3 separate regions of the Mus musculus genome follow, and regions 1 and 3 are each linked to region 2. The links are chromatin contacts, called in public promoter capture Hi-C maps. All regions are on one chromosome and are shown on one strand. The core of a region is the stretch at or near the end of the contact, and the rest is flanking DNA. Distances in the headings are between cores, read along the strand shown. Region 1 has its middle 28 kb from the start of Gm30668. Region 2 holds the start of Grin2a (glutamate receptor, ionotropic, NMDA2A (epsilon 1)). Region 3 overlaps Grin2a (glutamate receptor, ionotropic, NMDA2A (epsilon 1)).

Region 1 (4,533 bases), core at 500-2,999, 38 kb after region 2:
CTCCATCCAAATGGCCTATGAGCACATTTTGGTTAATGATTGATGGGGGAGGGCCCAGTTCCATGTGGGCTGTGCTGCCCCTGGCCAGATGGTCCTGGGTTCTATGAGAAAGCAGACAGAGAAAGCATGAGAAGCAAGCCAGTGAACAATACTCCCCCATGGCATCTGCTTCAGTTCCTGCCTTGACTTCCCCTGGTGAACTGGATCAAGCTGAAAGATAAAATAAACTCTCTCCTAGTTACTTTTGATCACAGTATTTATCACAGCAATAGAAAGCAAATGAGAACAGACTGGGAAATCAAGGTCTGGGGATTTGCCTGCCCAGAGCTGCAGAACCTGCAGCATGAGAGTCAGGACATATATTTGCAACTTCTGGAAAATTCCTGTCATTCTGTTGTGACAGTCATCCTTATCCCCTGGATGCTGACAGATTACCATAGGACAGCTGTGCCTGTAGCATGAGCCTGGGGGCCTGACATGCTGAGTCCAACTGCCTCCATCATTTCTGCCATGCCCTCTCACCTTGTTCCTCTCCACCCTGTTTCCTCTCTACAGCTAACTTGAATTCAAGACAGGAGACAGCAGGTTCCCCCTCTCTCTCCTCCAGAACATGATGCAAATGACCACTGCTCCTTTTCCTGTGAGTCTAGAGCAAAGCTCAGAATCAATCAATCTTTGTTTCTTTCCTTCCTTCTTTCTTTCCTTCCTTCTTTCTTTCCTTCTTTCTTTCTTTCCTTCTTTCTTTCTTTCTTTCTTTCTTTCTTTCTTCCTTCCTTCCTTTCTTCCTTTCTTCCTTCCTTTCTTCCTTTCTTCCTTTCCTCATTCCTTCCTTTCTTCTATCCTCTCTTTCTTCCTTCCTTCCTCTTTCTTTCGACCCTTTTTGAAATGTTGAGGACTGAATCTAGTGCCTGGCGCACACTGGGCAAGAGCTCTGCCACGTCCTTATATTCCCTAGCCCTCCTTTAAGTCTTTACTTTGATACAATGTCACTTGGTTATGCAGGCTAGTCTTGAACTCACTTCATAGCCCAGACAGCTCTTAACTTGCAATCCTCCTGCTTCAACCTTCCTAGTAGCCAGAAAGACAGGCCTGCATCAGCAGGTCTAGCTTCCTTTTACCTGATACAGTGCTCGAAGCAGTTTCTGTCAATCAGGCATTGCCATATGGGATAAAATCCCTTGCTGTCCCCTGACTGGGTGGTGAGGATTTCCAGAGTGGCCCTTGCATCTCTTGAATAGCGTTAAAATGTCAACCACAACAGCAACAACCTAACATACTTCAAGGTAGTGAAGTTCAATGGGGCGTTTCCTCCTTTATCTTACAAGAGAACGTTATGTTTATCATAATCGCCTCTCAGATGAGGAAAGGAAAGCACAACATGTTCCAAGGATGTGGGGAAGGCTGTGCTGCAGCTAATGGTGACTCCAAGTTAGAGCTTGGCTGACAGGATGAGCTAACCACTCTAGGCCCTGCCAGCTCTGCCCCATCTACACCCCAAAATCTCTATGCCCAGGCATCAGTACAGGCATCAGTAAGTAGCCAGCATCTCAGAAAACCTTGCCAAGCATGATGAAACTAACATACCACAGGCCAGAGGGTAGATGGGCAAGATAAGACCGCTGGTCCAGACCCTCAAGGGGAGGGGCTGGGGGAATCTGGTTTCTGACTCAGACTCAACTCCCTGAGCCTGCAGGAGTAACTGCCTCCCTGCCTCTCAGCCTCAGAGTCAAGCCATCCAAGATTATAATTATCCCACATACCCCACCCACGGCCCTGCTTGTCTTAGGAACCATGGCTCACAAGCCTGGGGGCTCCCAAAGCAAGGGGGTGGCTGGGGGCTGGGCAGAAATAGGGCCTCACAGAAATGGGGCCTCAGGAGTTCTCTTAGTCACAGAGCAGAACTGAGGGGGAGCAGACTACAGTCATGGCAGGGGTGGGGAGAGGAGCCATGGGTCCCGGAATCTCCCCGGAAGCTCCTGACTTGTAGGTAGGCAGTCTCCTATGTGTGTGTGTTGCAGAGCACCAGGGGACAGAGGGTCTCTCCCTGGGATACCATAAATAGTGGTGGGATCTTAGACTTTTGGATATTTCTCCTGGCCTCAGTTTCCCTACCCTGAAAGTGACTATACTTAAGTTTGAGGGTGGAAGTAAGCTGGTGGTGGGTCCAGGGCCCTGCCAATGTGTTTCCTTCTAAGGAATATGCTGGTTACACTTGGTTCAAACAGCTCTAGTTCCTTTATCACTTTCACAGCCCAGAGCTTATGAGAGTCACTTGTGACCATAGCCCCTTCTTGCTCCCTGTGTCAAGATGGCTAACAATATTGCCTGGTGCATCACCGAGTCAGAGCACACACTTCAACATCAATAAAACAGCTGGGGTTGGGGCACATTGGTCAGTTGGCAGAGCATTTGCCTAGTATGCCTGACGCCTGGGTTCCATCCTCAGCACTGCATAAACCAGGCATGCAACCGCATGCCTGTAATTCCAGAACTCAGAAAGTAGGAAGCAGGAGGATCGGGAGTTCAAAGTCATGCTTAGCTACATAGTAAGTTCGAGACCAGCTTGTACTGCATAGGACCCTGCCTCAAAAGAGAAGCAGGGAGAGGTCGGGGGAAGGAAGGGAAAAGAGGGAAGGGAAAGGAAAACAAACTGTTTGATCCTTGTTCCTGACCACCCTGAAGACAGTACCCAATAAATGCTAGCAGCAATCTTGTGAGCTTTGCAATCAAATAACCTGAGTTCCAACCCTGCTGCCCACACCTCCACCGCTCTGGTCCCAGGCTCCCTCATCTGTCCAGTGGGAATAGAGGTCACTCAGAGCACAGTAGTTACAACTGTTACTTTGGTTGTCATTTTCCTACGCTTAAAGCTGGCACCTCCTCCATACCAAGCCAGTCAGTAAGATGACCAAGTACCAGTCTTCTTCATTGAAACTACAAGAAGAAACTGGAGGCAGCCCCTTCAGCATCTGTTCAAGAAGTGCACACAGAGTGGCCAAGGACTGAAGTCCAGTTATAGAAAATGGTACAGCCTAGGCCTCCATTTCCTCAGAGAACTGTGTGTTAGGAGACCTCAGCACGGAGAACAGCTATAAGAATCAACAAGACAAGGTGAGCACCTCACTTGGGCCCCACTTTCCAGCAAAAAAAAAAAAAAAAAAAAAGGCATCAGCTACTTCTCTGATAGAGGATTGGGGTAGGGTTAAAAGTTGGGCAGGTGCCTTAATAAGTAAAGAGCTAGCCTTGCAAACATGAGGACCAGAGCTCAATCCCCACATAAAAGCTGGGCATTGTGGCAAATGCATGTGATGTTAGTGCTGACGAGATGGAGGCAGGGTCCTTGCAACTCCCTAGCCAGCCAGTCTAGCTTAATTGATAAGCCCCAGATCTGAGTGGGAGATCCTATATCAAAAAAATAATAATAATAAGGTGGGGAGCTCGTGAGGAAGAACTGTTAAGGCTGACCCCTGGCCTCCGCACACAGATGAACACAGTAGCACATGGTATATGCATGCATACAAACATACATGCATAAATACACACACACACACACACACACACACACACACACACACACACACAGGCACATACCTACACAGAGGGTATTCCATTTTGGACCACCCAATGCAGTAAATAATCTAGCCTGTCTGGGGCTCCCAAATGGTGCAGGCTAATGAGCACAGGGCAAGGATCAAGGGTGCGAAAGTGAGGGAAGGAGAAATGTTCCCTGAGAGCACTGTCTAGCCTGAAAGGAATGGAGTGGATTGGGCTGCCAAGAATCTGTGTAGCTTCCCGAGCATTTCTCTCTGGCCGTGGGCAGCTGCTCTGCACCTCCTTTTAGCCTCACAGATGAGGAAGCAGGAAGTAAGTGAAGCAAGGCAGATTTACAGATGTGAAAGGAACACTTCTGAGCTCAGGGAAGCCATGAACTGAGAGGCTAGGCTCTGCAGCACCAATCACTCAGTTTACGAACCCAATCTCTGACCACTCTCACTTTCCTTGGCCTTCCCACTTGACTGAAGGTTTGTGCTGAGTCAGGAAACATCATAGCCACGGTTCCTCCTCAGCCCTCCTGTCCTTCCCCATTTCTCCTGGGATATTTCCCAGAACTGTGGAATCCCATTTTTAGTGTCCACACTCAGGGCAGTTTGGGATTGCAGAGTTCTTCCCTAGGCAACCTTCACTCGTCAACCCGTGGAGAGGCCTGTTCTGAAGCCTGTTCTAGTTGATCTCCATGGTTTCTAGAAGCACAAAGAACCAGTTGCCACACTTTTTAACACCATCTACTGGGTCCCTCATTGTTTTGAGATCCACTCTACCTGCTGTATCTTGCACTAGGCCATGTGCCTAGTGACCCCCCCCCCAATCTCAGTTCCTCACTCAGAATGTCATCGTTGACCTTCTTCCCAGACACCTTGATCTTATCTCCCCTCCTCTGCTAACAAAATCTGTGCAGTGGCCCATCCAGTTTCACATCTTGAGTGAGAAAGGTGTGTAGACCTGTACTGTCTCTCAGTCACAAGGGGCTGGGAA
Region 2 (4,297 bases), core at 209-2,708:
CCTGGGGGCTCGACCAGAGAGGGAGCTGGAGCTTGGTGCCTATGACACCCTCGGTGCGGGTCTTCACTTCCTGTGGCTGATAACCAGAGCTCCTTTCAGGGACGCACCGGAGAGTGGAAGCCCCAGGTTGGCCACCCACGAGAAGCTTAGTGGGAACCTCCACCCTCACCCCCTACCACCACCTCGGCGCCCGGCTACTGGGAGTTGTGCGACCAGGAGCTGCTGAGCCTGGGGTGGGGGGTGGGGGGCAGGAAAGGAGGGGGCGCTGGCTGAGTTTGCTATGAGCCGGGAGGAGAAGAGGGGGAGGGAAGGACGCGGGCTCCCGCGGTCCCGGATCCCCGAGGGAGGTGTGATCACTCCCACGTAGCGACCCTCTTGTGCGTCCTGCCGCCCCCTCCTATCCATACCTTCCCCCCACCAGCTTCTCACAGGGCCCTCCCAGGCTCGGCGTCCCGCGCCAGCACTCACCGCAGCCTCTCTCCACATAGTTCTCAGCAGTGGCCACCCCTGGTCATCTCCAGGGCTGATTGCTGCCGCCGCGACTCTCAGAGCTCATCCGGCCCCATGCTCAGGCACAGCACCCCAGGAGCCTCTCTCCTAGAGCCCTGGCTCAGCTTTATGCTCCACTCCGGACAGCGGCTGCCAGGTCCTCTGAGCGCGCCTGGACACCCTCTCCGCAGTCCTGCTCCTGCTTGGCGTGCGTGAGTGTGTGAGTGTGTGTGTGTGAGTGAGTGTGGGAGCGCGCGCGCGCGTGTGGCCGGGGATCCCCGCGGTCCCTGGCGGAGAAGGGCGCAGGCAGAGGACCGCAGCTCCCTCCTGGCCCTTTCGCTGAAGGGCCAGCTCCGAGCTGGGCGTTCGGTTCCTCACTTGGTCAGCGGGAGCCCAGGAAAGAGCCTGGCCACCGCGGTTCACAACACTGGAGAAGCCAGGATCCTAGGGCACGCTTCTGCTGCGGTCGCCTAGGAGGATAGAGGAAAGCAGAGGCGCCCACCACAGCAACTTAGGACTTGTTCTCAGCCAGCGAGACGCAACGCAGCAACCCCCGCGCAATCCGACGTTGTTTGGAGCTCTGGTCCGCCTGCAGCCGCCCACCCCGGAGGCGGGCCAAGGCAGACCCCGCAGTCCCTAGGCGGCGACGCGGAGCGCGGCCACCCTCTTCTGGAGCGCACGGCGGCAGCGGAACAAGGCCGACCTAGGTGTCTGGCTGGTGACGGGGGGAGCTTGCGGTGGCGCGCAACCTTGGTGCTGAAACCACGCTCTCCGCCCGCTCCCGGGCGTCTGGTGCTGCTGAAGAATCAATTATTCAGATCTCTGCTACGGATTCCTCCTCCTCCAGTGCCTGGCGCTGGGTGCAGCAATCTCTGTTCCACGCAAGGCACGCCGACACGCACACACCCGCCCAGGATGCTTCTCTCAATGCCTCACCACCCTGATATGGGAACCCACTCTGATGTCAGAGAGCCGGGAGCTTAAAATCAGAAACATATATACTCTCTCCAAGCACAGACACGCGTGCGCGCGCGCATACACACACATACACACACAGACGCGCACCCACAGACACACATACACACTTGCTGCTTCCTTCTCTAAGTTGTTCGAGACAAAACGTAACCCTGTGGTTGCCTCTTCTAAGTCACCAGAACGGATAAGCCAAGAGCCTGGGGCTAACTGGCTGTGAAAACTGACTGGCTCCAATTCTAGCAGCTGGGCATGAGGCTCCTTGTTAGATGTCTACATTTGACCTTTGTACGGTCAGTCACTTGAATCCCAACACCTGTCTCTGCCTTTCTTCCCTTCCCTTGATGCCTCATGTCACCTGGATGTTTATGCTCCAAATGCATATGTTAAAATCCTAAGTATTAAGAGTACTGGCCTCCACAGTGATTAAGTCATAAGAATAGAATTGCATCCGGATCTTTATTTAAAAAAAAAAAAAAAAATCTCAGAGAGCTAGCCAGCTAGCCGGCTAGCCAGCTCCTAGCCCAGCCAGAAGCTGCCCCTAACAAACACAGAGCCTACTTCACCTTGTTCAGAGAACCAACTGTAAGAAACTTCTTGGACTCCTATACTGAGTAGTAGCTTTTGTTATTGCAGGTCTGCCAAACTCAGGAGTCACCCTCCTCCTTTAATGACTGATAATCTGAAAAAGCAGGCGAGCAACAGCAGTAAAAATAAATAAATAAATAAATAAATAAATAAATAAATAAATGCCATTTCTCAGGGTTATTTTGCAATAAAAAGACAATGGTCAAAGATTTAACAAAACCTGACACGTAGTAGGTACCCAAGAAAAAATGAGAGCCCTCTAAAGTAACTCATCCAGGGGGGATCGATATGGCTACAGAAAGGAGCCCCTGGTCCTGGAGACCCGTGGGTTTATTGTGGAGCTGATGTTGTGTGTGGAATACCCTGGGGTTTTACACAAAAGAAAACAAGGAAGCAGACAGAATCTGGACGGTAAAGGAAAAGGGGATGGGGGTGGGCAATGTGATACAACAGAGGCAGAAACTGGAGCAATGGTCCATTTACTGGGGCTGTGAATGGGCTGGACTGAGCCGGGCTAAGCTGGGCCTCTCTCTTGCATGGATATCATGCAAGACTCTGACCTGAGAACTTGAGAATGTTACACTGCCTTAGCTCAGATAAATGCACACCTGCAGCCCCAGCTACTAAGGAGGCTGTGCAGCCTAGGCAGAGCAAGCCCCATCTTTAAAAGCTATCTAGAGAACAAGCAAAGGCCTGAAACATAAATCATAAAGAATGAACACAGTGGGAAAACCAGGCCTAGTGGTGTGGCCAATGTGGCGACCGGGGTGGGGAAATCAAGTGCAGGGTACCCACGGGCAGCAGAGTGAGTTCAAGGCCAGCATGGGCAATTTATTGAGACCTTGCCTCAGAGTGAAAAGTGAAACCAAGGCTAAAGAGGGGGCTCCAGTGGCAGAAACTGTAATCTTGACTTCAAATGCCACATAGTAGCTGTGTTCCTTCTGTTGGCTGCACACAAATGCAACTCAGTGGTCACTGCATTGTTCACTGGCTTGTTCTCTAATGACAATGGATGGCTCAGAGTCTCACCCTTCTCTCTTCAAGTGCCTGGAGAAAAAACAAAAGCCTTTTTTATTCTCTTCTCTTCTTTTCTTTTCTTTCTTTCTTTTCTTTTTTTTCTTTCTTTTTCTTTCCTTCTTTCTTTCTTTCTTTCTTTTTGTACTTTTAAAAAGATTTATTTATGGGAAGAGAGTGTCACATGCCATGCCATGTGGAGGTCACAGGGCAATTTTCAGAAATCATTTGCTCCTTGCACCTTGCCGAGGCGGGGTCTGTCTTGTACTGTGCTGCTGTGTATCTTAGTCTGGCTGTCAGCTAAGCTTCCAGGGGCTACTTTTGTGTCTGCCTCCCATCTCACAGGAAAAGTGTTAATATTCCAGGTTCATACCACCATATCTGCCTTTTTACATTGGTTCCAAGGACAGAACTTGAGTTGTTAGGCTTGTGCGGTTGTGTGGTTAGTAATTTTTCCCATGGGACCATGTCTTTGGTCCCTGTTTATTTGCAATTACTGGATTGCTAGCTTTCTGTACAAATAAACACATTGGTGCCCAGTCTTCTCTAATAAACAGATGTGAGCTGTAGACTGTGGGGCTTTTAAATTTAGCATGCTGGGCTAGAGAGATGGCTCAGCCTCTTCTAGAAGACAGGGGTTCAGTTCCTGGCACCCATGGAAGGCAGCTCTCAATCACATTTAATGACAACTCCAGAGGGTCTAATGCCCTCTTCTGGCCTTCATGGGCATTGCACTCAGGAACACAAACCCACAACCAATATACACAAAATTTAAAGTAAAAATTTAAAATAAAAAAAACTTTAAAAAATATTCATGCTTACCTTATTCTATCAGAACACCAGATGTGGGGCCACAAACACATATTTTTGTTTTTGTTTTATTTTATTTAGGTTTTTTGGGTTTGAGTTTGGTTTTTGAGATGAAGTCTCTCTGGGCGTTGGTGGCGCACGCCTTTAATCCCAGCACTTGGGAGGCAGAGGCAGACGAATTTCTGGGTTTGAGGCCAACCTGGTCTACAGAGTGAGTTCCAGGACAGCCAGGGCTACACAGAGAAACCCTGCTCAAAAAAAAAAGAAGAAAAAGAAAAAGAAAAAGAAAAAGAAAAAGAAAAAGAAGAAAGGAAGGAAGGAAGGAAGGAAGGAAGGAAGGAAGGAAGGAAGGAAGGAAGAGAAAGAGATGAAGCCTCATGTATCTCAAGCTGGCCTAGAACTCACAGATATAATTGAGGATGCC
Region 3 (4,257 bases), core at 1,424-3,923, 42 kb before region 2:
GCACATGCTCTGCCATCACGCAGATAAAATCATTAAGGAAATCATGCTCAGACAGAGCTGTGGAAGGAGAGGAGCCAATGGATGTGACCACAGTGGGGAGGCAGCAACTTGAACTTGGAGAATCTGTGGACTATGGAGATGGCTCAGTGGTTACAGCTATGAAAGCGGCAAGGGTGAGGACGAGAGCTTGCATCCCTGGAAACCACATAATCCCCAGGAGGTATGACAGTCCAACTACAAGCCCTGAAGCAGGTGAAACCTGGGACTGCTGGAACAGCCCTATGGTGACCTCTGGGTTCAATGAGATAGTCTGCCTCAGTAACCACAGTGGAGAAAAACTGAGGAAAATGCCTGATGCCCCTCTTGGACCTTCTCATGTATACATGTTAACACACATACCCCACAGACATGTATACATGAAAAAATGCCTATCATAGGCAATAATGCTAGAGATGCAACTCAAAGAGCAAGATGGTCCAGAGAAGGCAGCTCCAGACAGAAAGATAAACAACAAAAGCTTCCTCTCCTCTGCAGAACCTACATTAAAATTGCATGTGTTATGAACTCACAGAGACTGTGATGGAATGCACAAGACCTGCACAAGGTCAGACCAAACAAACCCAGCATGAGAAATGGAAGTGAGCACCAACTCCCATCTCTACCCAAAAAGCCATTTACAAGTGATCCCTGCTGGGAGAAGGCAAATGAGCTTTCTTCAATGCAGTGACACTGGGTACATCAACCACATTCAACTGTTCCAGCAAACACAGTAGCTGGCCACCACAAAACAGTGTGGTGTGTGCGCACATTTTTGTTATTGTTTTGGTTTGGGGTTGTTTGTTTTTAAGAGAGAGAGAAAACATTAAGTTGAGCTGGTAGAGGGAGTATCTGGAAGAAGTTGGAACAGAAAAGAATGGGATCAAAATATGTTGTGTCGAAAATTTCAAAATAAAATAGTTACATGTGTGTATGTTTCTATATGTACATATAAAATACAATTGTATGTGCACATGTGTATATATAGAGAGGGGGAGGGAGGGAGGTCGTGACACTATAGAAATGAAACAGTAGAAACAGAGAAGATGATGGAATATATGTAATAGCGCAGCAGCTGAGTCAGGGAAGGAGCTGGGGGAGGGAAGAGACACAGAAAAGTCCAATAGAGGGAAATTAATGACAAAGACATATGAGAACATATATGTATGAAGATGCCTTAATGAAATCCATTACTTTGCATGCTAGCTTCAAATTAACTTTAAAATGAAGATGATGATAAAAGTTCCCAGGCAGAGGAAACAGCAAGTGGAAAGACCCTGCGTTGGTGTCCCATGGGGAATGGGGGTGGGAGGTGAGAAAAGGTCTAAAATATGAGCCAAAGATCATGTCAAGCCTCTCAGATCCCAACAAGTAATGGATTTTACTTCTTAGTGAAATGGAAAGGAAGACTTTAATAAGGATTAATGAAGGTTGGAGCTGTGATTTGTGGTGCTGTTGTTAATCATTTGGGCAGCTGGACCACAAACTGAAGGCAAAACATCAAAGTGGATGCAGACCAGTGAGGTTGAGGTTGACACTGCTCTTGCTGACAGTGGCTTTCAGGAGCAGTTGCATCAAAGATGGAGAAATGGTTCCTAGGTATGTTGTGAAAGTAGAGCTAGCAGCACTTGCTGGTGCAGAGAGAGGGGGGCGGGGGGGGGGGGCAAGCAGACAGAGACAAAGGCAGAACTTGCATTAGTCCTAGGGAGTCGGACCTAATGGCCCAAACCTATAATTCCAACTATTCTGGAGGCTGAGGCAGGGGCATGGCAAGTATAAGGCCAATCTGGGCTGCAAAGAAAATCCAAGATCAACCTGGGCAACCTAACAAGACCTTGTTAAGGGGTGGGGGTATAGCCCACTTGGTAAAATCCATGAAGCCCTGGGTTCAATCCTCTTTATAAAATAGGTACGACCATACCTAGTTTATGAAGTATACCTGTAATCCCAGCACCAAGGAAGTAAAGGCAGGAGGATCAGAAATTCAAGTTATTCTCCAGTATATAGGAAGTTTGAGCTTTCTTAGGTTATGAGAACCTGTGTCCCAAAAAACAATTAATTAAATTTTAAAAATGTAAGGGCTTGTGATGTAACCCAATGATGGAGTGCAATGCTCTGGGTTCAATCCTCAGTTTAAAACAACTGATGAACGTAAGGTTCCTGGATCTGCAGTTTGAAGAGGAAAGTAAAAAGCAGGGTCATTTGCTAAGAGGAAAGGAAGAAGGAGACAAGGATCCAAAGACAAATTAAAGATAAAATGAGACTCATGGAAGATAAACTCTAGGTCACATGGCTGGGGAATGGTTGAAACAGTTTGAACACTGGTGTCCTTAGGATACCAGAGTTCAAATGACAACGCAAGCAACATCGTGAAGCCCTGCTCGGGGAAGAGTTGGGGGAGGAATCAAATCAGCAAACCAGGCAGACTCAGAGCCTGCCACACAGCTGATCTATTTCCAGCGCCCACTCTTGTGAAGGCTACTTGTAGAATCACAGAATTAATAGAATTTCTGAGCTGAGCCGATCCTTAGGCTCAAAAGGGCACCTGCGCCTTTGCAAACATGATTCACAGAGCACCCCTGAGTAGGCAGATGGGTCAGGCTGCTGAGTAGACCTTGCTTTGAATGACGCTCTAGACCCAAACCAATCTTCTGAGCAACCTATTCACTTTCTCCCTGCTGTCAAAAAGGAACAGGACATTATATAAACCTTCCAAAATGCCAAAAGGAGGAATTCTATATTTAACTCCCCTCCCAGCATCCAAATATCACATGATGGAATGCTGAAGATACGATTCAACAATATTGAGTAACAGGAATCTAACCCGAGGGACTTTCTCTCCCCTTCTTTCTCCAGCTTCCCATCCCCAGCCACCCACTGCCTAGCCTTCCTTACTTAGGTTCAAGAGCCACGTTGCTCAGGCAGATCCTCAGGAAAGCAAACTGCTCGGGAATGAAAGGCATTGTGCTAATGCAGTCACCATTAGCACAGGGGGCTACAGACTAGTCCTGGCCTCCTGCCCCCACCCAGTGTTTCTGAAGTGTGGGAATGAAGGTGGAAAGAAGGAAAAGGAGCAAATAGACAGGTATATAAATAAAAAATAAAATAAAAAAACAGTGCCCTATTCCTTGGGAGGCAAATGCAACGGAAGCTCAGCTACTGCGCCTCCATGGCTGGGACTTCATTATAAAGGCGACTAGGAAAAGTCAAGGCTCCAAGATCTCAACTGGAAAGGAGAGAGCATCAGGAGCCCATTGAGAAGCGAGGAACAAGGTGCCTGAACACTCCGACTGACCAGCTTGCAAGCTGCAGAAGATCAATAAATATTAAACAACCACGGAGGCTGGTGGGGAGCTGGTTTTAATGAGGCCAGGAAACAGCATGCACAGTGGATTGTGTGGGGAGGGCCATGGAGATGCTAAGTAGCCCAACTCATCCCTCCAAATCCGGTGTCCACGCCTCCCCTAGGGTGTGTTTGCTAACAAAAAGAAAACAAAGTAACCCAGGAGACACAGCTAGGGAAGCCAGGGATCTGAAGGAGCCTGACTGTGAGGTCCAGGTTACCACCCCAGGCTCTTTGGGTTTAGTATGTTCAAAGTATAGCCATAAATGAGAGAGTTGGTGGGGACCCTAATGCCCCAGAGAGGTTCTGGGCTTCTGGGAAGCCTCAAACACGCCAAGGCTGAAGTAGGAAAGCACTGGGTGCTATAAGCCTACAGAAGAGTGTCTTATGAGCATTTTTTAGGTGTCAGGTACTACCCTCAACATTTTGCCCCGGTAAAATACTTAACCACTACACTGAAGCATCGTATCTCTAGGAGAAAGATGCTGCTCTGCTCCCCACTTATAGGTGAGACAGGTAGGATCCAGAGCGGTGAAATAGCTGATCCAAAAACATGAGCAGTAAGAGTTACAGAGACAAACTTTAGCCAGCTGCGACTGGTTTCTGAATGGTTCAATAAAGCCCCAGTACCATTAAGCAACAATGAGTCCACTTCCCACTACCTCACCATGTCATCTGCAAACCCCACACTGAGATACATCTGTCCATGGCTTTCTAAGCTACCTCTTTCCCTACACCACCCCACCCCCTTCCTTTAAGACCTAGTCTGAAGCTATGAGAACCAGCTGCAGCAAGCCAATTGAACTTTCAGTGTCTTGGCTTCCATACCACCATGCTATAGGAATATAACACCTGCCTCATAGAAGAACACAGAAATA

Evidence for each region. Promoter capture Hi-C pulls out the DNA fragments that hold promoters and counts their contacts.
Region 1: a contact with region 2 is called in a promoter capture Hi-C map of hippocampal neurons, with 4 times the contacts expected there. The contact joins the enhancer-like site here to the promoter of Grin2a in region 2. A contact is called at or near these places in 1 of 39 promoter capture datasets (hippocampal neurons), 2 of 484 Hi-C or Micro-C datasets (cerebral cortex and cortical neurons), 1 of 115 datasets of contacts at active chromatin or transcription factors (embryonic stem cells) and 2 of 9 other capture datasets (adipose tissue and liver).
Region 3: a contact with region 2 is called in a promoter capture Hi-C map of hippocampal neurons, with 2.2 times the contacts expected there. The contact joins the enhancer-like site here to the promoter of Grin2a in region 2. A contact is called at or near these places in 3 of 39 promoter capture datasets (embryonic stem cells, hippocampal neurons and liver), 3 of 484 Hi-C or Micro-C datasets (cerebral cortex, embryonic stem cells and nephron progenitors), 1 of 115 datasets of contacts at active chromatin or transcription factors (embryonic stem cells) and 2 of 9 other capture datasets (liver and pancreatic islet).

Annotation. Positions count from the first base shown.
Region 1 is chr16:10,031,977-10,036,509 of GRCm38.p6, forward strand. No RefSeq gene overlaps it. Among named protein-coding and RNA genes, the nearest start is that of Gm30668, 28 kb to the left of the region's middle. Within about 2 kb of position 1,750, at least 13 of the 459 cell types and tissues checked have an H3K27ac peak or open chromatin away from gene starts, as enhancers often do. A contact at or near this core is called in cerebral cortex and hippocampal neurons, where this site is marked.
Region 2 is chr16:9,994,355-9,998,651 of GRCm38.p6, forward strand. Grin2a (glutamate receptor, ionotropic, NMDA2A (epsilon 1)) reads right to left here and starts at 1,459. Exons shown (of 14, transcript NM_008170.4): 1 at 469-1,459. It overlaps Gm30668 (a long non-coding RNA gene), which reads right to left. Exons shown (of 3, transcript XR_384651.2): 3 at 2,855-3,096.
Region 3 is chr16:9,950,973-9,955,229 of GRCm38.p6, forward strand. All of the region lies in intron 3 of Grin2a (glutamate receptor, ionotropic, NMDA2A (epsilon 1)), which reads right to left. Among named protein-coding and RNA genes, the nearest start is that of Grin2a, 43 kb to the right of the region's middle. Within about 2 kb of position 2,674, at least 14 of the 459 cell types and tissues checked have an H3K27ac peak or open chromatin away from gene starts, as enhancers often do. A contact at or near this core is called in cerebral cortex and hippocampal neurons, where this site is marked.